Regions from separate parts of the Sus scrofa genome. Here region 1 is linked to region 2. Evidence: chromatin contacts called from public HiChIP or PLAC-seq data. All regions are on one chromosome and are shown on one strand. Each heading gives the region's core, a stretch centred on a gene start, on an enhancer-like site or on the middle of the called end of the contact. The rest is flanking DNA. Distances are from core to core; before and after follow the strand shown.

Evidence for each region. HiChIP or PLAC-seq counts read pairs in DNA pulled down with a chosen protein or histone mark.
Region 1: a contact with region 2 is called in an H3K27ac HiChIP or PLAC-seq map of alveolar macrophages. The contact joins the promoter of SLC19A2 here to the promoter of SCYL3 in region 2. A contact is called at or near these places in 1 of 5 promoter capture datasets (liver), 2 of 47 Hi-C or Micro-C datasets (heart right ventricle and skeletal muscle) and 1 of 2 datasets of contacts at active chromatin or transcription factors (alveolar macrophages).

What each region holds. Positions count from the first base shown.
Region 1 is chr4:81,506,919-81,513,287 of Sscrofa11.1, reverse strand. It overlaps SLC19A2 (solute carrier family 19 member 2), which reads right to left and starts at 3,067. Exons shown (of 6, transcript NM_001142667.1): 1 at 2,788-3,067. The coding sequence starts at 2,991.
Region 2 is chr4:81,130,894-81,137,056 of Sscrofa11.1, reverse strand. It overlaps SCYL3 (protein-associating with the carboxyl-terminal domain of ezrin), which reads right to left and starts at 3,022. Exons shown (of 14, transcript XM_001927973.6): 1 at 2,541-3,022.

The DNA of each region.
Region 1 (6,369 bases), core at 1,818-4,317, 380 kb before region 2:
GATCCCTGGCCTCTCTCAGTGGTTAAGGATCCGGTTTTGCCATGAGCCGTGGTGTAGGTCACAGATGTGGCTTGGATCCCACGTTGCTGTGGCTGTGGTGTAGGAGAGCTGCTATAGCTCCAATTCCACCCCTAGCCTGGGAACCTCCATATGCTGTGGGTAGGGCCCTAAAAAGACAAAAATAAATAAATAAATAAATTATAAAGTGATACAAGTTAATGGTTCTCCTGAAATCTAAGAAAAAAAAAATCCTTTGGGAGTGGAAGAGGAAATTCTGACCTCTCCGCCCCTTTTGTCTTTGGACTTGGTTAACAATAGCTCTGTTTAAGATGATCACACTTGGCCCATCTAAAGTCTCCTGGGGGAAAATACAAAATTCAACACAAATATCACTGACTATGATTTGACATTCGCCTTGCCTAAAAATCATGTAATATTAAATAAATATATAATTCCCCACTGATGAAAACAAGCACTCAGGAAGGAGAACAAGTTGTCCTATTTATTTCAATTATTGGAGATTCAAAAAATCCAGGGTTCAAGAGAGGGTGGACAGAGCCATACTGTGCACAACACATGACCTGCTGCATATGACCAGCAGAGCTGGCTATGATTCTGAGGTCCTCAGAGACAAATGACAGCCCTTTCCAGACCACCAGATTTCTCTTCAGACCTGCCATCTTCCTTATCTAACTTGCAGTAACAGAAGTGTGCTATGTTTCTGTTATACATTCAGCAACTATTTCCTGGGCTAGGGTACCCCTGCCTCATTCCTATACCCCTGAACATATTTCACTCACCCCAGGAAGCTTTCTGATAAGACAGGGCAAGTGACTGCACATCACATACCAATTCCACCCAGGGCACTTGGACAAAGTAGGTCTGCTTTCAAATATCAACACTGGGAGCATGTTTTTCCCCCATGTGCACAAGCTGTGCAGATCACATGGCAGTTCACATGAAACTAATTGTTAGCAGCCCACAAGCAGAATCATTTCTGCTTCAGTGGCTATACTCAGATTCAGTTGTTAAGGGTCTCCAGAATCATTCTCTTTTGTATTTACTGTCATTTTTTTCCTGTAGAACCATTCTATTCATAAGAGTTGGCTCCTTCCACTTTCCTATTGTTTTTAAAAAATATTATAGTTCAAACAGGTAATGAATGGTCCATATGACTGCGAAATAGAAGATCTAATGTTGGGTAAAAGCTACTTGCTAGTGGTGAGATGATATGAGAAACAAGTGAAATCCTCAACCCAGGGTTCAATGCCAATTTTCAATTCCCTGTTAAGTTCTCTTAAAAATAGAAGTGGTGTATGGATTGACTGGCCAATGGGGACCTGCACGAGGAATTCTACCCAATATTCTGTGATAATCTATATGGGAAAAGACTCTGAAGAAGAATGTGTGTATATGTACAACTGAAATCACTGTTATACAGAAGAAATTATCACAACATTGTAAATCAATCATTCTTCAATAAAACTTAAAAAAAAAATGGAGGAGCAAGGCAACAACAAACTGGACTATGAGTAATTATATCCTGCACTAACCTGTTATGCAGGGATACCAAGTTGCTACTCAGAAGTGACTACTACTCACAGGGGAAGGAGTAAGGTTTAAATGGGAGAAATATTTCATAGGCACTGGAGCAGGGAGGCAGGGTGGGAGGAAGAGTTGACAGAGGAAAAAACGGCTAACAATTCCCCACTCAGCTTTCACTCTTTGTATTGTTCCAGAAAGGAATACCGGGCCTCAGTTTTCATGCTTTGTAGTGTTCAAGGGAAAGGATGCTGAATCTGCTTTATTTGGGCCTTGTGGTAGCACCTTAAATTTAACTCCTTCTTCAGTTAATATCTTCTTCAAAAAACAAGTGTTGAGATTGACCATACACTTTAAAGAGTTAAATACATTTTTAAAGCACACCATGCACTTCTGGAGTACTTAAATATCCTCCCAGGGAAAATCACTCAGCAAGAAGTTCTTGATCATGGACTATGTACTCTCAATTACTCTGAACACAGCAGAACAGAAAGGAGCAAGACTAACATCCGTGAAGCAACAATTCACAATGCCAGAAGAACTCTAATTAAATTCCAACTATGTGACAACACCTAAATATCTGCTTTTATCCCAGGAGGTTGGTAGAGGTGAGAGGCAGGGCATATTCTAGGACATAGTCTCACGCAATTAAAAATCAAGACGAGATAAGGGATGGGTTCTTGTCCTATACAGTCCTTATCTGAGTACATCTATCTGTCAAGGGTAAACAAAGTAAGGTAGGGGAAGGAAGAGGGTACAGTAGGTAGAGGGAAGATCCTTTCAGAAAACAGGAGTTGCCTTGCATCTGTTTCCTTACTTTCAGGCAGCAAATATTTATTTAAACCTTCACTATGTTCGAAGTACAACCTGCTGTTTTCCCTTTTTTCTCCAAATATTCTTCTCCTCCCCGCCCCCCTCCCACTACTGGTTCAGTCTGAGCAGAGTTACACAGTTACAGCATCATCCGCACATCGCCTGAAGCACAAGGGCACTAGGGTTTCCGAACTGCGTTCCGAACCCTTCACCTGAAACATGTCCTATAAATTCAACGGAGGACAGAAAAACAGCATGAATTACGGCAGCGCCCAGCAAGAAGCCTTTTTTCAAAGAGGAACATTCAGGAATCTCTCCCCAGAATGGCTCCTGGGGCTCAAGCGCCTTTCTCAGTCCTGTCTTTCAACCGCACCCGCCTCGGCCCGCCCGTCCCCTCTGCCAGCGGAGCCAGCGTCCTCCCGCCGCGCCTACCTCCCTCTCCGTCAGGTTTTTGTCGGGCCCCAGCAGGTAGGGGGTCAGGAAGGGCTCAGACGGCCTGAGGCTGGCGAAGAAGCCGTAGGCGCAGATCAGCGCGGTGGGCAAGAACCAGCATTCGCGCGGGACCCGAGCCGTGCGCAGGAGCACGGTTGCGGCCGCCGCCGCCGCCCGCCGGGACACCGGGCCGGGCACATCCATCCGGGGCGCGAGGGACGGGGACCCGGCCCCTTCCTGCTCCTTTTCGTCTTCCACCAACTGGAGTCAGGTTGAAGCACTGCCCCAGTGCGGGCACCTGCGATCGTAAGTGTTTCCTCCTCCCGGCAGGGCCAAGCACTTCTGGGATGGCCGCCTCCGACCGCAGAACCTCTCAGCTTTTCCTGGCAGCAGGATCTTCACGTGTCGCCGCCCGCAGCGCCACGGAAAACCTGACACTCCCGAAGACCCACCTTCCGCCACCGCCTCCCCGCTGGGAGCCAATCACAGCGGACGTAGGGCATTGGCTTCTCTTCTATTGGTCACAAGCTGGGAGCCCGGGGCGGTGGCGGTGGCTGCAACACGCCTGGCGGCTGACGTCCTCTGGTTCGGGCGCCGAGGACTTGGAGGACTCAGCTCCTAACGCGACTGCTTGTGGTTTCGGCGCGCGACGGTCAGGCGGCGATCGGCCCGCCCACGCTGGAGGTCGGCTCGGTCATGCTCAGTGCAGCAGCTCACCTTTCCGGAGTGCTCCATGTGGGCTTTATCCCCACGGAGAGGAAAACGCTGTTCCAGTCTTCTCTCTCATTTTTAAACGCAGTCCCTCTCTGGACGTCCGCTCACATTCTCCTCAAGCGGCCAGCGCGGGGCAAAGATTTAACCTTGAGGCGGAAGAATGCTCTATTTTTCTTCCAGCGGCTTTCAGTCTGTAGATTGTATTCATCTGCAGTAAAAAGACATGGGAAGCCTGGAACCTAAGCAGTTCAGGGCGTTTACCAAAAGACCGAGCTGGAAAACGATAAAATACTGTGAAAAGAATGAATGAGCTAGTCACTTAACAGAAGGACCATGATGGAGTTCTAATTAAGGGTATTAGCTTTATTTCATTACTTTTTGTAAGCGGGGTACAAAGAAAGTAAACATAATTGTAGATATATCCTGTGTTTAAAGGGTAAGGGGGAAATCCCGAGTCATTAAAGCAACAGCAAAGTATCACCTCTTTATTAAAAAAAAAAAGTCTTGGCATAGTTTTCAAGGGCAAAGCTTGAAAATACCCAGGGTTTGCTTTCACTTCTCTCTTTTTCTGCCTGACTCAGCTTGACGGTATCCCAGTCCTTTCACTGCAGACCAAGCTGCACCAAAAGCAATTTCTCCTGTGCAGTATTTGTAGAGTACAGATACTGCCAGAAGCTCACAGAAAACATTTTGAACTGTTTTGCTTTATGTATATCACGAATCATCTCAAATTCCCTTCTGAGTCAGCAAATGACCCTTTTTGCAAAGAGGATACTTTTTGCTATCAGCCACAAAAAATGACTCTCTCTACCACATGGAAGGACATACCAGTAAAGGGAATGGAGATTTGTTTCTAAGACTGTGCAGTGAATGCACTGAAATGTGTGAGTTGATTAATCACTGAAGGAATGAAGTTGTTGGTATTTGCATCTATCAGTGGGCCTCAAAGTGTGGTTCAGGAAGCCCTAGGGATTTGTGGGATCTTTTCAGAATTCCACGATGTCAAACTACTTTCATAATAATACTAGGACTTTACTTTCTTTTGCCCTCTGGAGACTACCTGATGTGTGATGACATCCCTCTAAAGGATAAGAGAATATGTGTTTGTAAATTTTTGTGTTTAGAAACTTTCCAAATGAATTTCTAATATGGCACTACCAGTAGGTATAACTCACAAAAATAAAGAGTCTTTATGGGCCCTAAATAACAGGAAGTCTTGAGGCCTCAAAGTAAGAACTTGTAATCTGCATAATACAATTATCTAGTCCCCTAAAACACTAGTGGTCCTCTTGGCAATTTCTTTGCCTTTGGATTTGCATTCAGTGCTTTAGTAGAAAAGGAGGAGTTTCTGTTGTAGCTCAGTGGTAACAAACCCAACTAGTATCTATGAGGATGTGGGTTTGATCCCTGGCTCTGCTCAGTGGATTAAAAGATCTGGTGTTGCTGTGGCTGTGGTGTAGACAGGCAGCTGCAGTTCTGATTCGATCCCTAGCCTGGGAAATTCCATATGATGCGGGTGTAGCCCAAAAAGCCAAAAAGCGAGAGAGCGAGAGAGAGAGAGAGAGAGAGAGAGAGAGAAAGAAAAACAAAAGAGGCCTCAGAAAGAGAAGTGCACTTATTAAAAACAGCTTTCCATCCCTTCCCTGAATCTTGGAGACCTAAATTATGTTAATCTGTGAATCATTGGTTCTGAAATATTTTCCTTGGTATAAATCACTTAAGCACCTCAACTTCTCTTTGCAATGTTGGGCATTAACAATAATTGTTCTTGAATTAGGAAAAAACTTTTTAAAACATTATTTTCTCTAAGAGGTCATGGAATAGTTCTGAGAATGACCCCCAGTGAGCCTTGCCTTGTGTAATCCCCTCCCTTTTGAGTGTGGAGTGGAATCCCTGAATTTAATGAGATAATACAACTGTTTGTTACACTGTGTGGCAAACGTGAGATTATCCAGGTGGGCCCAATGTAATCACAGGAGCCCTTTAAAAGCAGAGAATTATCTCCTGCTGGTAACAAACGAGGCAAAGATGTTTGAAAAAGGAGAAAGCTATGTCACACTGTTGCTCCAGGAGGCTGTGTGCCAAAGATGTGGGCACCCTGTGGCAGTTGAGGCTGACTCTTGGCTGACAGCCAGCAAGGAACTGGGGATTTCAGTCCTATAATCACAGGGAACTGCTTTCTGCTCCAAACCTAAACAAACTTGGAAGTGGCTTCTTCCAAAGAGCCTCCAGATTAGAGCGCATCACAGCCAACATCTTAATTTCCGCCTGTCAAGTTCTAAGAAGAGAAAGCGCCCAAGCCCACCTGGATTTCTGATTTACAGAACCGTGAGTTAAGTTGTTATAATTTTTTAAGCAGCTAAGTTTGGGGTAGTTTGTTATACAGCCATAGGAAACTAATACAGAGGTAAATAGAATATATTTTTTAAATTAAAGTAATATTCACGCAGTGCGAGATTTCTCATTAACTGTATTTAAGTGTACAATTCCGTGACATTAGTACATTCACAGTGCTGTGCAACCATCACTTCTCTCTAGTTCTAAGAAATTTCATCACCTCAAAGGAAACTTGGACCTGTTAGGAAATCACTGTCTATTCTCCCCTCCCACCACCCCCAGCAAACACTAATATGCTTTCTGCCTCTGTAGATACCTATGCTGAATGTTTTGTACCAAGGGAATTGTACAATATGTGCCTTTTTGCTTCTGCCTTCTTTCAAGGTTTTCAAGGTTCACCAACATTGTGGCATGTATCAGTACTCCATTCTTTTTACAGCTGAAAAAAATCCCACTTTATGTATATAACACATTTTGATTGTCCATTGATCAATTAATGGACTTTTGGATATTTTCCCCTGTTTTTGGCTA
Region 2 (6,163 bases), core at 1,773-4,272:
CACTGTTTGCCCCAGGAATCTGAATGAACAAGAGATATTTTTGTCTTATTAGCATAGCTGAAGGTAAAAGGATGTCATAGGATAGAGTCAGGGCTATGGTAAGGCAAAGCCATGTAAAAGCAGAAAACTGGCAAGCAGAGAGGAAGCCAGCTGGCAGCAGGAGAAGGAAATGCAAACACTAGGAGAATGACTTAGATTTAGAGGAACACGTTCTACCCCATTTCAAGGCTACAGGAAGCCCAGCTTCAAATCCACTTCCTCACTGCCACCCACAATCCTGGGTAGCCTGAGGTACCCCCTGAGTTAGCCTGAATGGGTCTCTGCTCTGAGAAACCAACTGCCATTTCACAAGCAGTTCTTTTTAACTCCTCCTGTCTGAAAAAACCAGTCAGACTAGAGGAGGGAGAAGAGAAGTGCCACTTTGGAAAGTGTATATATGGATGAAGCTAGTCTAACTTCCTTCTCTCTCCTAGCCACAAAATAGAGCTTTCCAAAATTCACACATAAGGAACTGCTGCAGGAAAATGAAAATTTTCTTGGCAGAGAATCTTCATGCCATTTACTTAGTTTTAATATTAATCTCTAAAGGAGATAAAACGGTCATGAGAGTTCAGTGGCAGGGCTCTAGCTGAATGAATGGCAGTCAGCAAAGGTACAGCAATGGCCATTTACTTAGTCATTTCTAAATAGCAAAACAGTTCCTCGTGGGAACACTATTAACCTTCCATCTAACATTATGAATCCCACTATAATATCATTAACAATTGAGGGTTAAAAAAGCTATAGGAAGAAGTTAAAACTGGTAGTTTTTCTTAGCAGTGCATATTTGAGTCTAAGACCCTAAGAAAATACCACCTAAAAATTAAAAAGGAATGAATCCCTTTCTTGTAAGAACTCAAAAGGATAACATTTCATTGCTTTGAAAGCATGATTAATGCTGACAGAAGTCCATGATACTATCCGTGCAATGCTTACAGAGTAGCTGGGTTAGAGCCCATGTCCAGTGCAAACTTCATTAAGGGGAAATAAGATGTACTGTTGACTGTAATTTGAAGATGTCTTAAAAGCAGTAATTCTTAATTCTTAACTTCACAAAACTGTCTCCTAAGAGGCATCAAAACTGTTGATACAAAGTGTTTTAAAAATTATTTAATTCAGCTAAAACTGGCTTACTGAAATGTAATACTGATAAAGAAAAATATCTGGACTTCCAAAGTGCTCTTTTTTGTTTTGAGGAGTTAAGGGGGAAACATAAAACCTTTTAACTTTGAAATTAAGAAATCACAAAAATGCAGAAAAGGATATTCTAATATTGTGATATTAGCATGGGTATTTTGCAGAATTTACCATCTCCACCCTCTAATAAACGCTGGGTAGCCAGTTTCTGACATGAACATGCATCATGATCTTCTCTTTAAAATGTTGTTCACCTATCTTCCTCCATCCTTTTGCTTCCTTGGCCAGCATATCAAGTTTCTGGGCCACCTGTGGGACTAAAAGCCCTTGTCTAGGTCATGGGGCAACTCATACACTAAACTAAGAAATCAGTGTGCTCCGGGGAACGCTCTCTCCCTCTGTTCATTTCACAGCAATTAATCGAGATGATCTTGATCCTAGCTCCCTGGGCTTGGAAGTTCCAACCATAAGGGCTTGCATTGGGAGTTCAAAGGGCACCGTGTATTGATTCGTATTCTGCCATCTGGTGATAACAGTACTTCAGACCCTTTGCTTTGATCTCTTTCACATATACATTCCTTAAACTCAGTCCAGCAATACATAATGAAGCCTTTATGGACCAAAAGAACTACGTATGATTTCAGCTAAGACATGGGATGTTATGTGGGTATGCATAAAAAAATACTTAAAAATAGTAACAGGGATTCCAAAATTCAGGACTCACATGGTTTCCTATAAATGATTTTCCGGGAAATGTTTCATCTTTATTCTTAACAAAAAGCACTACCCAAAGACAGGAGCCAACTGGCCTCTGGGGGCCTGGCACTGGTCTTGGATCGAAAATGAAGGCAGCATCCAGCGCGGGGAACCCTAGGCTCCCGCGGCTTGGCCACGCAGCCTCCGGCACAGTCCCGGCCCGCCGCGCACACTCGCCCTGCCCGCTGCGAGGAGGGCGGCCAGGGGGCTGGGGCAGGGGAGCGGGGGTCCAACCGCGACTCCTCGGGACCACTGAGGGGCAGGGGCGGCAGTCCTGTGACGCTGGCCCCTCACCTTCCACACCTGCCCGCGAGGCGAAACTCCTTCGCTTCCTTCGAAAGCTCCGGCCGCCAGCGCCGCACCGGGCGGGGGTCGCCCGGGAAGCCCAGGTTAGCAGGGCGCCCCACATTCAGCAAGGAGAGGCTGCGCGGAGCCGGAGTGCAGAGCTCAACCGGCAGCGGCGCCGCGCCGAGCTCGCCCCCGAGCGGGCCCCAAGCGCGGACCCGAGATCGGGGCGCGCGCGCCCACCGCCTCGCACCCGGCCCGGCCCCCTCCCCCGCGGCCCAGGCCCGCACTGACGGAGGACGCCGCGTGGGGCTCCCTGTTACCTGCGGGAGGGCGGCGGGGGAGGCGGGCGAGGGTCTTGGCTCCGGTCCCCTCTTCGCCCCCTGTTGACACCAACCACCCTCACCTCCCCCGTGACGCTCTGGCCACTACACCCACAATCTTCTGAGGTCTGGTCCCTCCGGCACCATAGAGACTGTCCGGAAGCCGGATAGAATGCCAGCCTTCAGCCCTCCAACACCACCACTGAAGCGAAGGAACCCGGAACCGAGATAGAGCGGCCGCGAGGGTGATTCTCAAGCTGGTGCCATCTTGAGTGTGGGCGCCGGTGCCGACTCCGCCGTTCACTCTCTGTGCCCGCGGCCTAGTTAGTCCGTGAAGGTGACTGCTTTCTTGGGCCTTAAGTTTAACGTGCAAATATGGCTTGATTTTAATTTTCAGGCTTTTAACCGCACAGTTTGAACTGCATTTCCGCCCAAATCTAAAATGGCCGTCCGCCGCCGCCTTGGACAAATAGGAAAGAGGCGGGCGGAGAATAGGAGCACTGTGGAAATTGGAGAGGACTTTCGGAAGAGTGACGTAGCTCACCCCAAAGCCCTGATTGGCTGTGCTGTGTGGGCCGAGTAGCGCGGGTCCGCGGCTGAAGCTGGCGGAGGTTGATGTGATTGCCGCTGAAGCCTTTCAGGCAGAAGATGCGAAGTTACAGTTAATTCTGCAAGGAGTCAAGTTAGGACTCTTAATAGTACTTATTATTAATATTAATCGTTGCTACTTAATAGCGTGTTGTGGAATAAAGAATATACGTGATAGTTTTAAAACTACATGATTCCAACCAAGTTTTTTTCTGTTATCTTGCATGTGACTTAGTAGTAGTTATTATCATCGCTGGTTTTTAACGTTTCTACTACCTAACAGTTGACAGCTAAGTCATTTGATCACCTAAAAATTTTTAATTCTTTTTGGTCTATAGCAATATGGACAAGGACCCCACAATTTCTTTACCCGATTAAATAAAAGCAAATATCAGACCAAACTTTGTCCCTTATTCAGAAATGAGTATTTATTAGAAAGTAGACACAAATAGTATTTTATCTGTCCTGTTAAGTTATTGAAGATCGAGCTCTGTCCTACGTCAGCACTGTCCTATGGAAATACAATTTGAGTCACATACGTCATTTTAAATTTTCCAGTAACCACATTAAAAACAGTAAAAACTCTGAGGTGAAGTTAATATTATATTTTAACACCTATCCAGAAGATAGGTGTTTTGTTTAGTCTTTTTCTTTCACCATTCCTCTCATTCCTTTTTTTTTTTTTTTTTTGCCTTTTTTTAACACCTATCCAGAAGATAGGTGTTAAAATATAATAAAAAATTATTAATGGGATATTTTACATTTTTTGTACTGTCTTTAAAATCTGATGTGTATTTTTTACAATTTAAACTAGCCATATTTCAGTGCTCAAAAGTCACTTATAGATAGCAACTATAGTATGGGGGGTGCCATTCTAGAAAGTTGAGAAGCAGAAGTAGAGGGCTGCAGAGGTAGGATTCTGTTATGGTAGGATTCTGTTATCATAGTTATTCTCAGCATCTGGCAACCAGAAATCTTCCAGGACCAATAGAGATGAAACCTTAGATGGCATCTCTAAAGGCTGAGGACTCAAATTTTTAGACCATGTTTATTCAGGAGTGGAGATCATTCTCTGAGACCTCATCTCTAGTATTCATCATAACTAATAAGCTGATACTGGTGCCAGAAAGATGATACTGGAATCCGGGTTCTCGTTCAAGGTGGTGGAAGGATGACCTCCAGGAACACACAGGCAGCAATCAATGTCTTTATTAAAGGAAAGCTGATCGCTCCCAGGGTTGCTGGGAGGGGAGAGAAGAGCCCCCTTTCTCTATTGTCCTATAGGGGTTTTTATCTCTTAAAGGTGGGGAGAGGCACCAAAGTGGGGTTCAGAAAAATGTGGTTTTCCCTCATTGGCCTTATTCAAGTACCTATAGCAGTCCTTGTCCAGTAGGGCTTTGGGGGTTGGAAATGTCCTGGAAGTTCTGTGGGTTGTTTTGTTTTCTTTTGTCCTTTTCTTTTACAATTCCTCTCATTCCTTTTTTTTTTTTTTTTTTTTTTTTCCTTTTCTAGGGCAGCTCCCGAGGCATGTGGAGGTTCCCAGGTTAGGGGTCTAATCAGAGCTGTAGCCACCAGCCTACACCAGAGCCACAGCAATGCAGGATCGGAGCCACATCTGTGACCTACGCCACAGCTCACGGCAATGCCAGGTCCTTAACCCACTGAGCAAGGCCAGGGATTGAACCCGCAACCTCATCATTCCTAGTCGGATTCGTTGACCACTGCGCCACGTCGGGAACTCCTCTCATTCCTCTTTTATCAGTTGAGGAGTGGGCTAGAGATCTGCATTTTCTATATTAAACAAAGCCAGCGGGGAACGCTCATTTCTTATAATAAAACAAAGCCTGTGGAAGTGTTACTCCCTGGAACCCTTAAGCCACAAAAGTTAATCAATGGCAATATCAAAGAATGCATCAAAGCCCATGCTCCTACACTGACTACCTGAGTTAACCTTCTGCCTCAATATTTTTGCCAATAAAAAGCCATTTCTGGTATTCACTATGATAATTAACAAAACATCTAGAGTCTTCGAATGTCAAGCTGACTAAAGTAATTTGTAGCTACATATCTGGAATGTGGCCTTTCTGGTATGATGCTAGTTAAGTACTCCCGGAATGTGGATTCCTGATAACTAGAATGCTAGCTACTTCTAGGGCATAGCTTCAACCAATTAACCCACACAGAATATTACCCTGTCTGTGCTGAAGAAATTTAAAGTTGACCACAAATGGCCTGACACCCATGTTGTGAGGAATATTGGCCTTTGTAAACTGTAAACACTATACAAATGCTATAGAACTTACAGCCTTATGTTACAGACTATGTTTATTCCACTGTTGACTTTAAAAAAATGTGCTGGAAGTTGAGAGTTAAGTTTTATTTGGGGCAAAATTAGGACTTAAGCCTGGGAGACAGCACCTCAGGTAGCTCTGAGAAACTGCTCAGTGGCACTGAGGGAGGAGCTAGGATTTATAGGAGTTTTTGTTACAAAGGGCGGGGAGCAAGAACAAAAGAGGCCTGGGCTCACTGAAATCGTTCCTTTGATATGTACCTCTGCTATTGGGGCCAGTATCCTGAGTTTTCATAGCCTGCAGGACTCACTGCCTCTCACCCTTGGAGGAGACTGCGTTTGCAGATGACCCCGACATCGTTTTTTTATCCTTAACTACTGACTGGGCTGAAACCACCCAAGGAGGAAAAGGGGGAATATAGGGATGTGATAAAGGTGAGGGGAGGTGCACGCAGCCATACACATATTTTACAAATATTTGTTGCTGATCTCCTGAAGGTTACCACCAGTCACAAGGAGCAGACATCACCATGAAGGATTTTAGTCTTTCTCTAGATATGAGGAGATGCAAGAATTGGGCACATAAAACCTTCTCCTAAAAATATCTGACTATCTGAAGACCTGTTCTTCCAGTTTTCCCAGAGCACAGAGGGCATCACTCCTGGTGTCCACTCTGAGCTCTGTTCAGGAGGTGCTGTGGGTAAGCAGCTGTGGTGGCTCATAATTTAATCCATGTAGAGGCCGA